2 separate regions of the Anas platyrhynchos genome follow, and region 1 is linked to region 2. Evidence: chromatin contacts called from public Hi-C data. All regions are on one chromosome and are shown on one strand. The core of a region is the stretch at or near the end of the contact, and the rest is flanking DNA. Distances in the headings are between cores, read along the strand shown. Region 1 holds the start of ADAMTS17 (ADAM metallopeptidase with thrombospondin type 1 motif 17). Region 2 overlaps ADAMTS17 (ADAM metallopeptidase with thrombospondin type 1 motif 17).

Region 1 (6,883 bases), core at 3,695-6,194, 150 kb after region 2:
CTATACAAGGCTCCTAGAGATGAACCTGAAGTCTGTTTAAATCAAAACCTAACGCTCATTTGGATGTACCCATCGCCCTCTGAAAACTTTAACTTTTTCAAAACTTTAGATATAACATAAGCATAGCCTACACCAGCTGCAGTGCACTGCACTGCAGTCCAACAGACTGCACTTCAGCATGTCCAAATGACTCTAGCAAGGAGTATAAAAAAAAAAACAAACAACAAATTAAATACATCAAAGTCTTTGGGAATCCCACATTTTGGAGGCAGCATGAAGCAGATCCATGCAGCATGCAGCTGGGGAAGAAGCCTCCCCAGAGGCCAAATGACCCTGCCTGTTTCCTCTCTCTTGGTCCACAAGACAAGATAAGTCACAGCAGGACTCAAAGCAAGCACCACTGCAGTCACAGCACAAATAGATCGTGCTGAAAGGGCCTCCTCTGCTCTGCTCCCTGCACTTCAATCAAAGAAGTGCTGCAAAACGTAACGCTGCCCTGCCAAACTGCTAGAGAGGGTAAGGGCAGCACACAGACAGCAACAGGCAAAACATCACTGAAATTTCACCTGAAAGCAGTTCTGAGAAGTCTCAAGCAAACTGGAATTTCCACGCTGGGAAGAGCCATACCTCATCTAAGACCTGACCTCAGACGGCTGGAAGCAGAAGCCTTAATCCCCTACACAATTCACCTCAAGACAACCCACGTCGTGGCCTTACAGAGCTGGAACTTCCCAAAAAAGCGGCGATTTCCTGTGCTGCACACTGTCTTGTAGCATCGGTCAAATGAGCTGCAGAACTGTGCCCCTGCCCGTGTCCCTGCAGCACCAGTAAAGGTCAGCTCAGTCCTGCGGTGTGGTCAGAAGCCAAGTGTTTACACAACTGAATTCCCCAGACAAGGCGCAGCGCTGCCAAGTTGAAGGCAGTAGCGCTTTTGGGGAACTCGGTAACTCTCATCTACGCAGCAATTCCCAGGTTGTCAAGGAGGATGGGAAAGCTGTGGTGTCCTCACAAGTGCTACCTTTAACCACGTAGACAGGACCTTAGGTAAACCATCTCTAAACACGTCATGGCCTGGTACAGCTACAAGCCACCCTTGAATCAATTGCAAGCTGCAGCAGGAAACTACACCAGACAGCAGTTAACAGCAGTATCTGCAAGCAGAGTTTAAAAAACAAAACATAACCTTCAGATGTCACGCTGGGAACCTGATAAAACCACCAGGAAGCAATTGCTCAGTCCGGTGTTGGCTCCGTTTTCATGCCACTGCAACAGGGATTTTGTTTTCCTTAGAACTCCACCTGCCTCGGTCATTGTACATCACTTTCTGTGTGATTTATGGCATAGTTGAGGAATACAATTACAACAAAGTCTGAGCCAGGAGATCAGGATCCAGTATCGTTACCTCTGTTACCGCTGTTCTCGACGAGATGCCTCGAGCATCCGTTTCCAGCCCCATTAGCACTCCCACAGTGAATTTTTCAGGAAACGTCCCACTGCAGCGCTAGCATTGCTCAAGACACGACCGACAGGATACACAGGTGGCAAGGTTTCCACAACCAAGCTCCTTCTTTTAGCCCAGCACGCAAACCTTGACTGTTTTCCCACCTGTGAAGCTGTGCTGCTGCTGAGGGCAAAGCCTTATTCTTTCTGCTGCCAACAGCACCTAAGGAAGCAACTGGAAAATACAAAGAGTGCTGCAGCAATGGTTTGGGTATTGTAATTGCCAACTAGAAGGCAAACAATTTGGGCTCTGAAGTCGTCTGACTTCAGTTCTGCTCTAGATTCAAGGTATTCCTAGATAATCCGAGGCAAACTCTTCATTCCTCTGATCCCTGGAAGCACCTTCCCACTAAATCGCATAGCTTTCATCGCAGGTATGTGGATTTAGCACAGCCACTGCAAAAGGCTGAGTAAACACTGTGACAGGAGGCTAAAATCTGCTGTGTTTCATGTTTACAAATAGGCTTAAGAAGCCAAAAGGTCAATTTAGCCAGAATATGGTCTACATGGTGACGTGGGTCAACTTAGTGAACCCATTTCAATAGCATGAGGTTTATCTGAAGTTTGGGTTCAGCCTAGAGACTGCCAGCTTTCTGCTCTCTATTTTTCATTCATGAAGGTGTTATAAGCCTCACTCACTCGTATGTACCATACCTCTGCTTTGAGCCCTTTCCCCATTCCTGGTGATTATCTGAATGAAAAGTAAATGAATGGATTCCTCTAAAAGGAAAGGAGTCTCCTAACATGCAGAAACACTTCTCTCTGAACGCATCTGCCCACACCACTCTCAGCACTCCCAGGCAAACTGAGCAGAGCTTTACCAACACTGCCACTGACACATGTGGCAGTATTGATTTTGGTCCCCCAAAGTGCCACAAACCAGCAGCTTTGACAGAAGTCACTTTTTCATCACAAATTACGCCAACTAGCTCAGTTATGTCAATTTAGTCATTGCTCAGAATTCATGACATAAACAGATCTTGCAATATTGCAGCTCATAGTTGCAGAGTAATGAACAAAGGCTAACTAGTCGTGTTTCTTTTCCAACTTTTCTACTGGGAGCATCGCCAATCTTTTTCTCTCCCCCTCCTCCATTCCCTGATCTCCGGCAGTTAATACCGTGCCTACAACTACATTCTTCTTTCTTTAAAACATTCCTTCTCTGTCTTGTGTGCTTTTTAGCTCTGCTGGAGTTGGTAGCATTGGAAGCCCAGCACTTCATGAATGGGAACAACAAAACGTGCCTGGTGACAAAAGCACAGAGCTGGTAGTGACTTAAAGCTTAAAACAGGTATCGGCTTTAAACTCAGCAAGCCCTCGGTGGCACACAGCTCGGTTTACAGTGCCACTCAAATGCTCAGCATCTTGAAGCCACTTTGTGGTGTTTTTTTTTTTTTTAAACCTGAGGCACAGCGCCCTCATATGGTTCAGGAAGGAGGGCTGGAAGCCCAAAGTGCAGAGCACACGGAGTGTTTAACACTGCAAAGAGTTTAAGGTGAAATATCCCTCAACAGTCCTGCACCAGGAAGTTAGGCACGCGTCCCAGGACTACTAACCAGGAGTCACGCTTAATGCCCCAGTGACTTTCTGAAGCACTTTCAGCAATTATTACAAGCTATCCCTTGTCTTGACCTTCTAAACCTCCACTGAGAATCACGCAGGCCGTCCCACATAAGATCACCTCTTCTTGCTGAGGCGCCGCTGTCCCAGGCTGTACCACGGTGTCCCCTACACCTGCTGGAGAGGGGACCAGGGCAGGCAGAGCCCACCAACCACCCAAATGGCAGGCAGCACCACCACAGGAGCACTCACCAGCCCCAGTAGCACTTTCCAAACCCCTTTGGTGAATGTCTGCTGTGGGGGTGAGCCTTGGCCCCTCAGACATTGAGGTACAGGGGCAGCTCCCAGGGGCTGACAGAAAGCCCTCACGGGGGGGACACCGGAGACACAGCGTGGGACAGGGGGCTGAGGGGAGGCACTGAGGGGAAGTACTGAGGTGAAATGCTGAGGGGAGGCACTGAGGCAAGGTGCTGAGGGGAGGCGTTGAGGAAAGGCACCCAGGTGAGGTGCTGAGGTGAGGCGCTGAGGGGAAGTACTGAGGTGAAATGCTGAGGCAAGGCACTGAGGTGAGGTGCTGAGGTGCCTGCACAACCCCACAGCCTCTTTTTGCCTCTGTGGGGCATCTCCCCTAGCACGAAGCCCTTGAGGCAGGGGACGGCAGGGAAGCTCCCCACAGCACCATGAGCCCGAGGGGACGCGGGGTAAGGGGGACATCCGTCGGGGCGCGCTGCCAGTACCAGCCCGGCGCAGGTGCTGAGGGAGGCGAAGGAGTCGCTGCGGTTCAGCACGTGTCCCGTGTAGAAGCAGAGCCGCTCCTCCGACGGCCGCCGAGGGCCGGCCGCCCGCCGCCCTTCCCCGCGCCGCTGCTCCACCACGAAGTCCCGGGCGAGGAAGCGGAGGTCGCGGCGGAGCTGCAGGTAGAGCTCGCTGCCTCCGGCGGGCAGGCGAAGCAGCAGCAGAGCCTCCGCCGCCCTCCGCAGCGCCCGTCGGCGCCGGGGGCCGCCGCCGCCGCGATCCCCTCGGCCGGCGGGCGGCAGCAGGTGGATCTTCTCCAGCGCCACTCGCTCCGGGATCACCACTTCCAGCTCCGCGCCGCCAGCTGCAGGCGAGAAGGGGAGAGGGGCTCAGGAGCACGTAGCCCCCCCCCCCCCCCCCGAGCACCACCACCACCACCCTGGGCACGACGGGGAGGACCGGGGGCTCGCAGCCTTTCCCCCAGCCGGGGCCGGTCCCGTGCCGTTTCCCCCCCTGTCCCTCCCCGCGGGGCCAGCCCCGAGCTCGGGTTGCAGCTCGGCGGCTCCGTGCGCTGGAAGCTGCGAGCAGGCAGCGGAGACAATGGAGCCAGCGGTAGGGGAAAAAGGGGATTTATTGCGCTCGCCGTGCACACACGGATGAGACAGGCAAAGCCGCGCGGGGAGGAGAGGAGCGAAGCACAGGCTGAAGCCACTCGTTATAAAAAATAAAATAAATAAATAAATAAATAAAGAGAGCGTAGCCGCGAGCATCGCGTTTCACCAGCCCCAATAAAAAGCTGCAGGGAGAAGGGGGAAAAGCAGCGCGAGCCGCAGCCGAGCCCAGCCAGCAGCGCCCCGTCCCGTCCCGCACGGAGCCCCGCGGCAGCGGGCGGGCAAACAGCGGAACGGGGACCACGGAGCCGCACGGAGCCGTGCCCTGCGGTCCGCACCGGCACCGCCGCCACCGCCGGGGGAGCGCAGCGCTACCTGTGGCGGCGTCCGTCCCGCCCAGCAGCAGCAGGCAGGGGAAGACGAGGGGCAGGAGGCAGCCGTCGAACATTTTCCGGCAGCGGCGGGGCGCGGAGCGGAGCCGTGTGCGCGCTGCCCGCCCTCGGCAGCAGTACGGGGCGCCGCCGGCAGCCGCGGCGTGCTGGGCGCCCGGCCACGCCCCCCGCCCGCGGCCCCGCGCTGCCATTGGTTGAGCCGTCCTCTTCTCCCCGCCCACCGCTCGCTGATTGGCTGCCCGCGAAGGAGGCGGGCGCGGAGGGGGGGAGGCGGCACGTGGGTGGGGGCGGCCGGCGGGGGGCGCCCTTCGCTGCCCCTCAGGGGCTGGGGCGCCATCTTGGGGCCGTTTTAGGGCTGGCCCGGGGCCATCTTAGCGCCCTCAGCAGCCCCTGAGCCAGGGGTGGGTGCTCGCTGAGGGGCACAAAGCCTCTGGCACAGCCCAGCCAGACACAGAGCTCCGCCACAGCACCTTTTGCTACTGCTGAAAGATGTTTGATGAGAAGTTTGAAGAGTTCTCAGGATAAATCCATCCGTTCCGTCATTCCCTGTAGCCTTCTCCACCAGCAGCATCTCAGGGCTTGATCCCCTCCATTATTTCTCAAAAGAGCAGGAAAAATGAGGTTGGGAATATCTGGGTGCACGAAGATGTTAGACAATCTTGTATACTCCCACAAACATTTGTTATGCTGGAAGAAGGAAAAAAAAAAAAAAGGCAAAAACCAAGTGCAAAAATCTCTTGAGATCCAAAGACTGGTCTTTAAAGTGATGAAGAAGAGAGGGATTTAAAGCAGGCAGGACAGGCTGTTGGTGCTGATCAAGAGGACGCTTTGGGAGAAGATGAGGAGGAATTATTCAGCCTCCAGCTCCCATTCCTCTCACTGCTCCAGGTGTGAGACACACACATCCTCACACACACACACACACATCCTTGCACACTCACATCCTCACCATGCACAAGCTTCCATCCTCACTGAGATCCTACAGCCCCAAGAGCTCCTCCTTACCTGATGGCTTGGCCAAGCCCTGCGTGTCCTCAGCTTCGTGGAGGTCAGAAGCCAGCCTGGCCTGGGGGCTGTGGAAAGCAGGAAGTGATTTCCACCAGGAAAAAAGATTTCCACTGCAATTTGGTGGGCTCTGGATCAGGTCCTGTGCTGCCGGCATGGCTGGGTCGTAGACAGCAGTAAGGACCCAATGTGTTAGCAGCTTTAAACTGCTGCGGCCAAGCAGAGCAGCGTCTTGGATTTTAAACTCGTGCAGAAATCTGCAACTCCTTTTTTTTTTTTTTACTGAAATCATAGAAGAATTCAAAGGAAGACCCATAAAAGAGTGCGAATGACTCTGGCAGATCTCAGCGCAGCACTTACACAAGGATTGTCCAAAGTTGTACTGACAGGGGTAATGGCTCTGAGACGCAAGCAAAGGGAACCAGATTTGGATGCTCATCCCTGCAGGCAGGCAGCTGGGGTAGTGCTAAGGAAAGGGCCATTTGAAACTAAGAAAAAGGCTGGCAAGAAGCTTTGCAGACAACCAGGTTAACACAAAATGGAGGGAAGAACAAAGAAACGTCAATTTAGAATTATTTCAGCAGTATCGTCAGCAAAGATTTCCACTCAAGAAATTTCACCCAGCATGGTCCCCTCCTTTCACTGGGGTAGAACCAGACTGCAGCAAGACCAACAGAAAGAGGAAACAAAGCACACGCCGTCACGAGGGTTTGGCCTCCCTCTTCCTTGAGCCAAACCTGCCTCTTTTCCCAACTCACACAAATCTCTCACAACCTTATTGCTGGTGCCCCATCTGCTACAGAGAGCACCAGGTAGGACCTCAGACATTCAAGACCATGCCTTTGCCTGTTCAGAAAGGGTGATGTTCTGGAGACTTCAGGCTAAGAAATGCTGTTGCAGCCTGCACTGACAGCCCCTTGCTTGTCAGTTTTACCTTTTCCATTTCTGTGGAAGAGGTTTTGTTTTCCAGTTCTGTTCAGGATTTCTTGTGTTGCCTTGCATGAGCAGTGATTGTAGTGTATAAATCACGTTACCAGATACTTGGCTGCATGCTGTGATGGGCAGGTTAACCCCATTTTC
Region 2 (7,258 bases), core at 1,570-4,069:
ACTAGAGCAGAAGGGGAGAGCATTAAGGACAGAATGGGGAAGCCTGGGTAGCTACAAAGCAGTCCCCAGTGCTGCTCATCCTCAAGCACAACTGTTCCTTGTCACTACCACACCTAGCCAGCACATCTAGCAGGCAGCTCCCTGCAGCAAGCCAGTAATGTGCTCCCACATCATTTAGGACACGTGTTTTCAGCTCCAGGAGGCACGGCAGACTTCAGTGCAGTCAGTCCTGATCCCTTCAGGTGTAGCCTACAGCACGCGAGCAGTTCAAACTCAGACTGTGCATCCTGCTAAGCTTTCCGGCGAGCTGCATGCACACAGACATGTTCTGCTCACTAGCTGCCTGCATTCTGTACAGGAATGGAATACTCGACACAAAGTTTGTCAGCAAAATCAATTCCTTGTGAAGGAATGACCTACTGTCTTGCTAACGCATCAAGAGGCGTATCTTCAGCAGCCTGGGACTCCGAAGCAAGTGTTGAGAAAGTGAGCAACCTATGTTTGTTCTTTGGACTAGCACAATTACAGCAAAAATGTAAAAATGTTTCCAGTGCTAGAACATTTAACAGCTCGGATTTCAAACACAGAAGAACTATTGCAAAGCAGAAAGTGTATGCGGTGTTTATTTCTTTAACTGAATACAAACTGGATGTGGAATTTCCTTTTGGACGAAAAGACTGAACGGGAGATGCCTTGGACTCCCCTTTGTATATTGCATCATATATAAAGGATGATATAATGAACTGCAATTCTGAAGAACCCAAGCAACAGTAAAAAAATAATTTCAGGTTAACACCTTCAGTGGGTCTCCCACTGTGCAATCTGCCTTTCTACTAGGTGTGAAGACTCCCAGACCAGGAACATTTTAGTTATGTTGCTCATCATAATAATGCTGCATTTGTGCTAAATGCTAATAACATTAAGTATATCCCTTTAAGATAAGAGATTTAAGAGAGAAGTTGCAGTAGTGCATAGAAAGTTTAACAGCACTAGCTGGTAACAGGTTATCATGGTCACTAGTAACAGAACAATATTCTGTCTTCTGAATTAGAGTGGGCAATTCGTAAAGCTCAGGTTTAGAACTAACAAAGGTAACTTCAAGGACATTTAAAATAATTTTATCGACCTGGCCCTATGTGTTTGCAAAGGGAACTAGATATATCGGCTCCTCGTGGCACACTTGAAATAAGCTGCAAACACATTGGGAATATACAAATGTCACAACCCAGACTGCTTGCTAAATCTGCTCTGCTCCAAATCCTTTCCACAGTTACAGAACACAGTAAGGACCATTCACAGACAACCTTGAGAGAAATAGGAACAAAAATTCTCATCTTCAGAGTGTGAACAGGCAATGGCTACAGAGTCATTACTAACAGAGAGCCCATTCTACTGATAAGCTGTATCTAGACTTGAATTTTTAATGAGGTTTTGCCTCCTTTTTATGATTTTCTGATGTCTTCAAATGATCTTGGTTTGGTGAAGTTAAGGACTGGAGGCCAAGTCACCATGCAAGCTGTTTGCACAAAACACATCGAAGCCTTATTTTAATCTGTGATAATTACTACCGATCATTAAATCTTGCTTCCCCGATGATTCTTAACAATAAGAAGCAAATGCACAATGCACTAATTGCAAAAAGTTGCTACTTGTTCAGAGAATTTTAAAGAATTCACTGTAATCTAACCGCCAGAGACTGTTTTATTTCTCCTTAATGGATGAAGTGTTTAAGCCAGACAACCCCAAGAAGGAATTGCTAATAGCTGTAAAGGTTCTCCCCCTAGGCCTTAGCCCTGCATTAAAGCTTCTGGATCCGGATAATGAAAATCCTACCCGGTGCTCCACATCAAATATTTCAGCTATCTGGGTTTCTGGGGCAATAACCATTTTTAGAACTGTATCTACCCACACCCTTTTCTACCAGTCTTATGGTGTTTTTTCTTTACCTCTTTATTCAGAGTAAGAAACTAATTGTGTGAAAGTCTTCAGTCAAAATTAACCAGGATGTCTAGAATTTGTAATGTTCGTTATAAACCAAATCTAAGTCCAAAAACATCTACTGGACTTGCACAAGGTGAAATTCCTGCGAAGCAGAGAGTTGGCACGAGCTGCGGGTGGAAACAGGCCACATAAACAGTGCAGAAGCTTTTTTGCCCTTCTGCACAGAGAAGATCCTGATCCTGAGTTAAGAACTGCAAATAACAAGTGATTTTGCACTGATCCTACACTGCTCGTATGCAGACATAAAATCCATCATCACCACTATTTACTGTGACCAATGTATGATTGCAGCCTTTCCAGCAGTGAGCCAACTTCTTTATCAGATGGGAACCACTCGCACAATACCGAACTTTCAACCCATGTAATCAGTGAACACACAGCTATTTCATATTCCTCCCTATAAAGAGAATCCGGGTCAATTTTCCTGCCAAAAACTTTTAAAATTCCACAAATAAATAAATAATGTTATTTCACCTGTTAACATACAGGAACTGTTTGTCTTGGCTTGCTTGCGTGGATTCTGCATGCCAGGTTATAAATAAAATAATGTTCAATACTCCAAACATTCTGTGATACAAATTCCTGGCTCAGCATAAATGCAGATCTTTTGTATGTGGCAGGTTCTTAATGCATTCTCCAGCACTGATACCATTCAATTTGTGCGTCTATGACATGCTATATCTACAAATATTCATAACTCCCTATCTTAATGCAAAAAAAATGCAATTGCAGATAAGCCAATTTGCCCATCATGGGCCTCTGCTTCACTGGATTTTGCTTGCTGGTGTTTGGGTTTTTGGACTGTAAAATGCAACTACTGTATCCCAGTGGTTTCTGTGCATGCCGTACATTCCAAAACACAAAGTAGGCTTTCTGTTTAAAGAACAGTACAGTTACAAAGATAAGATAAAACCAAGCTGGAATATAATATTCCTGGGAAATTTCATTTCTTTATGCAGACATGAGTCAGTAATGTAAAGGATGCTTTATGAACAACGCTGGCAGAGGGTGAGTTTCTTACACTGCTCCTGTCCAAGTAAAACTACCTGTTACTTTAAGATTAGAATGCAAATACAGAGCAGACTCTGCTCTGCTTTAATCCACTGCATGCAGGAATTAATTCCACTGATGTCACTGGCGAAACTAAGTTCAGACAGGCCTAAGTGAAGGTGAAATCCAGCCCCGAGGAAGGGACTGATGGTTTTGGCTCTGCCTTTAAATCGATGGCCTACTTTCATTTCAGGCAGTTGGAATAAGTCTGGGCCTGGCCTGTGCTGTGTAGGTCTCAGAATAGCACAAGATTCAGCTGCACAGGTCTGGTTTTGCATCTGTGGTAATAAAATGGTATATACCATCAGACTGCATGCAGGACCAGCACAAGGAGGGCAAACAGACTTCAGCTGTGAGTGCTCTCTATCAGCCTTTGTCTCTGCGAGTCTGCTGAGGCTTCCTCACACTTCCCCCCCGTAGTATTCAGTTTAACAACAGTTCTCCCAGACCCAGACCCTCAGATTTATCACTTGTGGGGTAAGAAAACTAAGGCTCAACTCTTCTCAGCTGTGTATTGATGCTTTGAGGGAGACAACACTCTCACCACAACCTCTCCTGAGATTTCTCCTTTTCTCAGGGACTAGGTTTCTCATTCAAAGTGCAAATACTTAACACACATATATACTGAAGGAACTCAAACTTCTGCTGTTTTGTTTTTAGCTTGCCCAAGCTGGGCACGGGATACCTCCTTTGCTCCCTGCAGTCCTGGAAGATACTGCTAATGAACTCCTTCTTGTAGCACTCAACCTGTTAGCCAGCTCGCTTCAGAGTTTGTTTTTTGAAATACGGAAAGTGGTTTCAGCATCGCTTGTAAAGGAGCCTTTCAACACTAAGAACTCAGTTGATGGATGAGTTTTGGCCTGTGGTGAGAATCTTCCTTTTTTATGGGCAGGCTGTGTGGGTTTAGCCTTGGGATGGTTAAACTGTCAATTAATACTGATTTCTATGCTGTTTGTAATACACTTAGTTACAACTTGCTGGGTAATTTCCACAAGAACATGTTGCAGTGTTTGGGTCACAAATGGCAGAAAGGGAAAGTTTAAAGCCCAGAAAAAAACTCTAATCAAAATGAGTAAAACCCTTCCCTTTCAAATACTTGAATTGCAAAACAGACTGCACACAGAAGCACAGCACTTTGCATTTAGAACGAAAATACCACATCGTGTTCACTGTTACCTTAGACCAATCGCCTGTTTTCCATTCGTAACAGCCTGTGTGATCCTCACACTCCTCCTCGTCTCTTGGCCTGGTGGCTGCATCACACTTTCCTTGAGAATTTGTGCACGTCACTGTTCTTTTCTGTATCCCTTTGCCACAGTCTGCTGAACACTGCAAAACAATAGCTATTTGTTTTCTGTCACACAATGCCTAGAAATAAAAACTTTTTTGGGGTAACATAGTTATGCACACGAAGAAAAACTGATTACCTGTAAGATTTTCCCCCAATAATTAAACCCCTTTCAAACACATGAGTCATTTGAAAAGTATGGTGTCTGCTGGGGAAATACTTTACTTTTAAAAAATGCCAATTCTGAAAATCAACCTTCTTTAATATCAGTTAGCATCGTGCTAGAATTGGTGTTACAGAGGAAAAATCACTACATCTTGTGTTTAAGAGCTCAGCATTCATAACAGAACTGCAATATTCCTTTATCACAGGACTAAAATGATGGTGAAAATTGCATTTTTAACTCACAGTAGAATGCGATCAGTGTTACAAAAACAGCTTTGTAGAACTGTTTGTATGCACGGTGGTGAAGTCACACTTCTCACATGTTCGCATGTGAACACATACATGACCTTCACTCTGTGTTGCCATCTCCTCATCGTGATGTTAATTTCAAAGAACTTCAAGTGCACACAGTGGACGGCTCAGCAGAGACATTATTCAGTGAGCCACAATGTTGGGATCAGCTTCCACACCTGGCCAGAAGTTAGCCACAGGCATCAGCAGAGGTGGAAAATGGGCTTCTCAAAAGCATAGGCAGGGACTGCTTGAAGTCCTCTGAGAAAGCAGCAGGCTACTAGAGCTGCTAGCAGCAGTTGCTAGAGGAAGACTTGATTCGAGCCTTTGGGCACTGTAACAAATATTCATGCAAGTGAACAAAAAAATGCCTGCAAATATTTTTGTGCTCGGGCACTACCGAGGTAGCTTCTAAAAGGGGGAGGGGGGGGAATATCTGGTCACCCATTTGTTATTTCTGCCAACCGTTGTCAGGAAATGCTGTTTTACCAGAGAATTTGTCTTGACTTCATTGCCTGGTGGGGAAAGGACACTGCTATGAACTGAAATTCCTGTTTTAAATAACCCGTTCAGTAACGGGGTGACAGATTTGCTGATGCTGTCAGAGGCATCCATAGAGCAGCACAGCCAGCATCTCTGCTCTTCATTTTCATGCCACTGCAGTGGTTAAGAGTGAGAAATTTTCTTGAAAAGCCACTGGGGACAGGTGGGTGGAAAAATGATCTATGTACAACTGAGATAAAAACTAACCTTCTCTAGCATGTCGAGTTCTCCCCTTTAGGGGATCAGCATGGAAAAGACAGTTGATTTGACACCGAATAAATAACGAAGATATGAGATATTCTGTGAGGTCTTTTGAACATAATCCAAGAAGCTTCTCCATCCAGGGGGTCTATGCTGGAAACAAGCGTCAGCTTGATATAAATTACATCAAATGGACAAATCTCAGCATGCCTGTCTAATCGTCTTAAAAATACAATCCAGGCAGCTCTGACCTGCTGGCCTTGTTAAGGACATGAATGACAAGCGTTTATGAGCTGGCAAGCAAACAGACATGCCTTTAAATACTTCAGAGCACTACAAAGTGACTTCTTGAAAATCTGGGAAACCTTCCACTTAATTTACTATGTGCCGCTCATGGCATGACCGCCTTACGGATGTAACATCTTTGTAACAAGCACAGTTGTACGGCTGTGCTAGATACCGGGGTGAATTCTTCCAGGCTTTGCAGAATTCCAGAAACTACTTTGCTGGACTCTTCAAAGTGCAAGACTTGCCAGAGATCCGACACTGGAGCTCCCTAAATGGTACCTTAAAGCCACGAATTTGCCCCAAGTTGTACAGACTTTCCAAAATTACAGATCGTTTTCCTCAGTCCTCCTCCGGGTTGCACTCGTTCATCCCAAACTACAAAGCACAATATGTGAAATCTTTCAAATGGGTCAACTTACTTGAAGTAAATCAAGCTGAAGTAGGAGTGTTTTTCACAGTATGAGAAATCTCTAGGTGGGTTTTACAACTGAGTCTGGGAAAAACACCAACTGTTTGTTCTTCCCACAAGCTTTTAAGTCACTCACAGATTAGTATTGCATATACTTTCCTAGACAAAACAGCATTTGCAAAAGGTTTCCAGCAGATCTTCTGTTGTCACATATAAATCACACCCTTGAAGTTTTTTTTTCCTTTCCTGAAGTCCTGTTGTCATGAAAAGATTTTTAGTGTATAGACTTTACAGAGATTTAAAACCGGAATGGTCTACTAAATAATACATGCAGTCCCTGAGTGTCCAGCTTGGATCATTAGGTCTTTATTAACAAATAACTTAGTCAAATCCCACGAAGTTTTTTAAAGGGGCATCACAACTTTGCAGATCCTTTATTTTAAGGAAATCCATTATTTTTTTTCCACTAACAATAGAAACATTTACCTTTTTGTGATGATCTCTATTTCTGTCATTAAAAAAGGACTGTGTGGTACTTTGTCCAAAACAATCTCAAGTGTTTGGCAATAAAAATGGAATTTAATTTTTTCCACACTGAGGATTGTATTGGAATTTGCTTTGAGAACACACTTTTTTGATTGGAGACCAGACATTAATGTACTCAACTGTTTTTTGTTGTATAACCAAAATTCAATAACGTACAAAAGAAAATTTATTTATAAAATGATATCACTGCTGTGATATTTACTCACAACAGCAGACTAAAATGTTAAGGATTAAAGTGATTTCCACTGAAGAAAGTTCTAGGTATGAGATGTGTGCAAACTGGCAGAGCATCAAACCTGTCCTAGAGTCAGCTGTGCTACATAATAGCACAAATGTGCCTGGAGAAGATTTAAAATCACAAAAAAGTGACCAATTACTGTCCCAACAACAGTATCAAAGGAAAAGTAAATAAGTGTTGTTTTTTTTTGTTTATTTGTTTGTTTGTTGTTGTTCTGTTTTCTTTTTTAATCTAAAAA

Evidence for each region. Hi-C and Micro-C count contacts between places; a contact is called where the count stands out from the background.
Region 1: a Hi-C map of skeletal muscle shows a contact between it and region 2, with 2.6 times the contacts expected there. The contact joins the promoter of ADAMTS17 here to the enhancer-like site in region 2. A contact is called at or near these places in 4 of 8 Hi-C or Micro-C datasets (F5 follicle, liver, skeletal muscle and 1 more).

Annotation. Positions count from the first base shown.
Region 1 is chr11:21,696,335-21,703,217 of IASCAAS_PekinDuck_T2T, forward strand. ADAMTS17 (ADAM metallopeptidase with thrombospondin type 1 motif 17) reads right to left here and starts at 4,945. Exons shown (of 23, transcript XM_027465888.3): 1 at 4,782-4,945; 2 at 3,798-4,159. The coding sequence starts at 4,854.
Region 2 is chr11:21,546,317-21,553,574 of IASCAAS_PekinDuck_T2T, forward strand. It overlaps ADAMTS17 (ADAM metallopeptidase with thrombospondin type 1 motif 17), which reads right to left. Exons shown (of 23, transcript XM_027465888.3): 21 at 4,228-4,380. Among named protein-coding and RNA genes, the nearest start is that of LYSMD4, 38 kb to the left of the region's middle. Within about 2 kb of position 2,820, at least 1 of the 8 cell types and tissues checked has an H3K27ac peak or open chromatin away from gene starts, as enhancers often do. A contact at or near this core is called in F5 follicle, where this site is marked.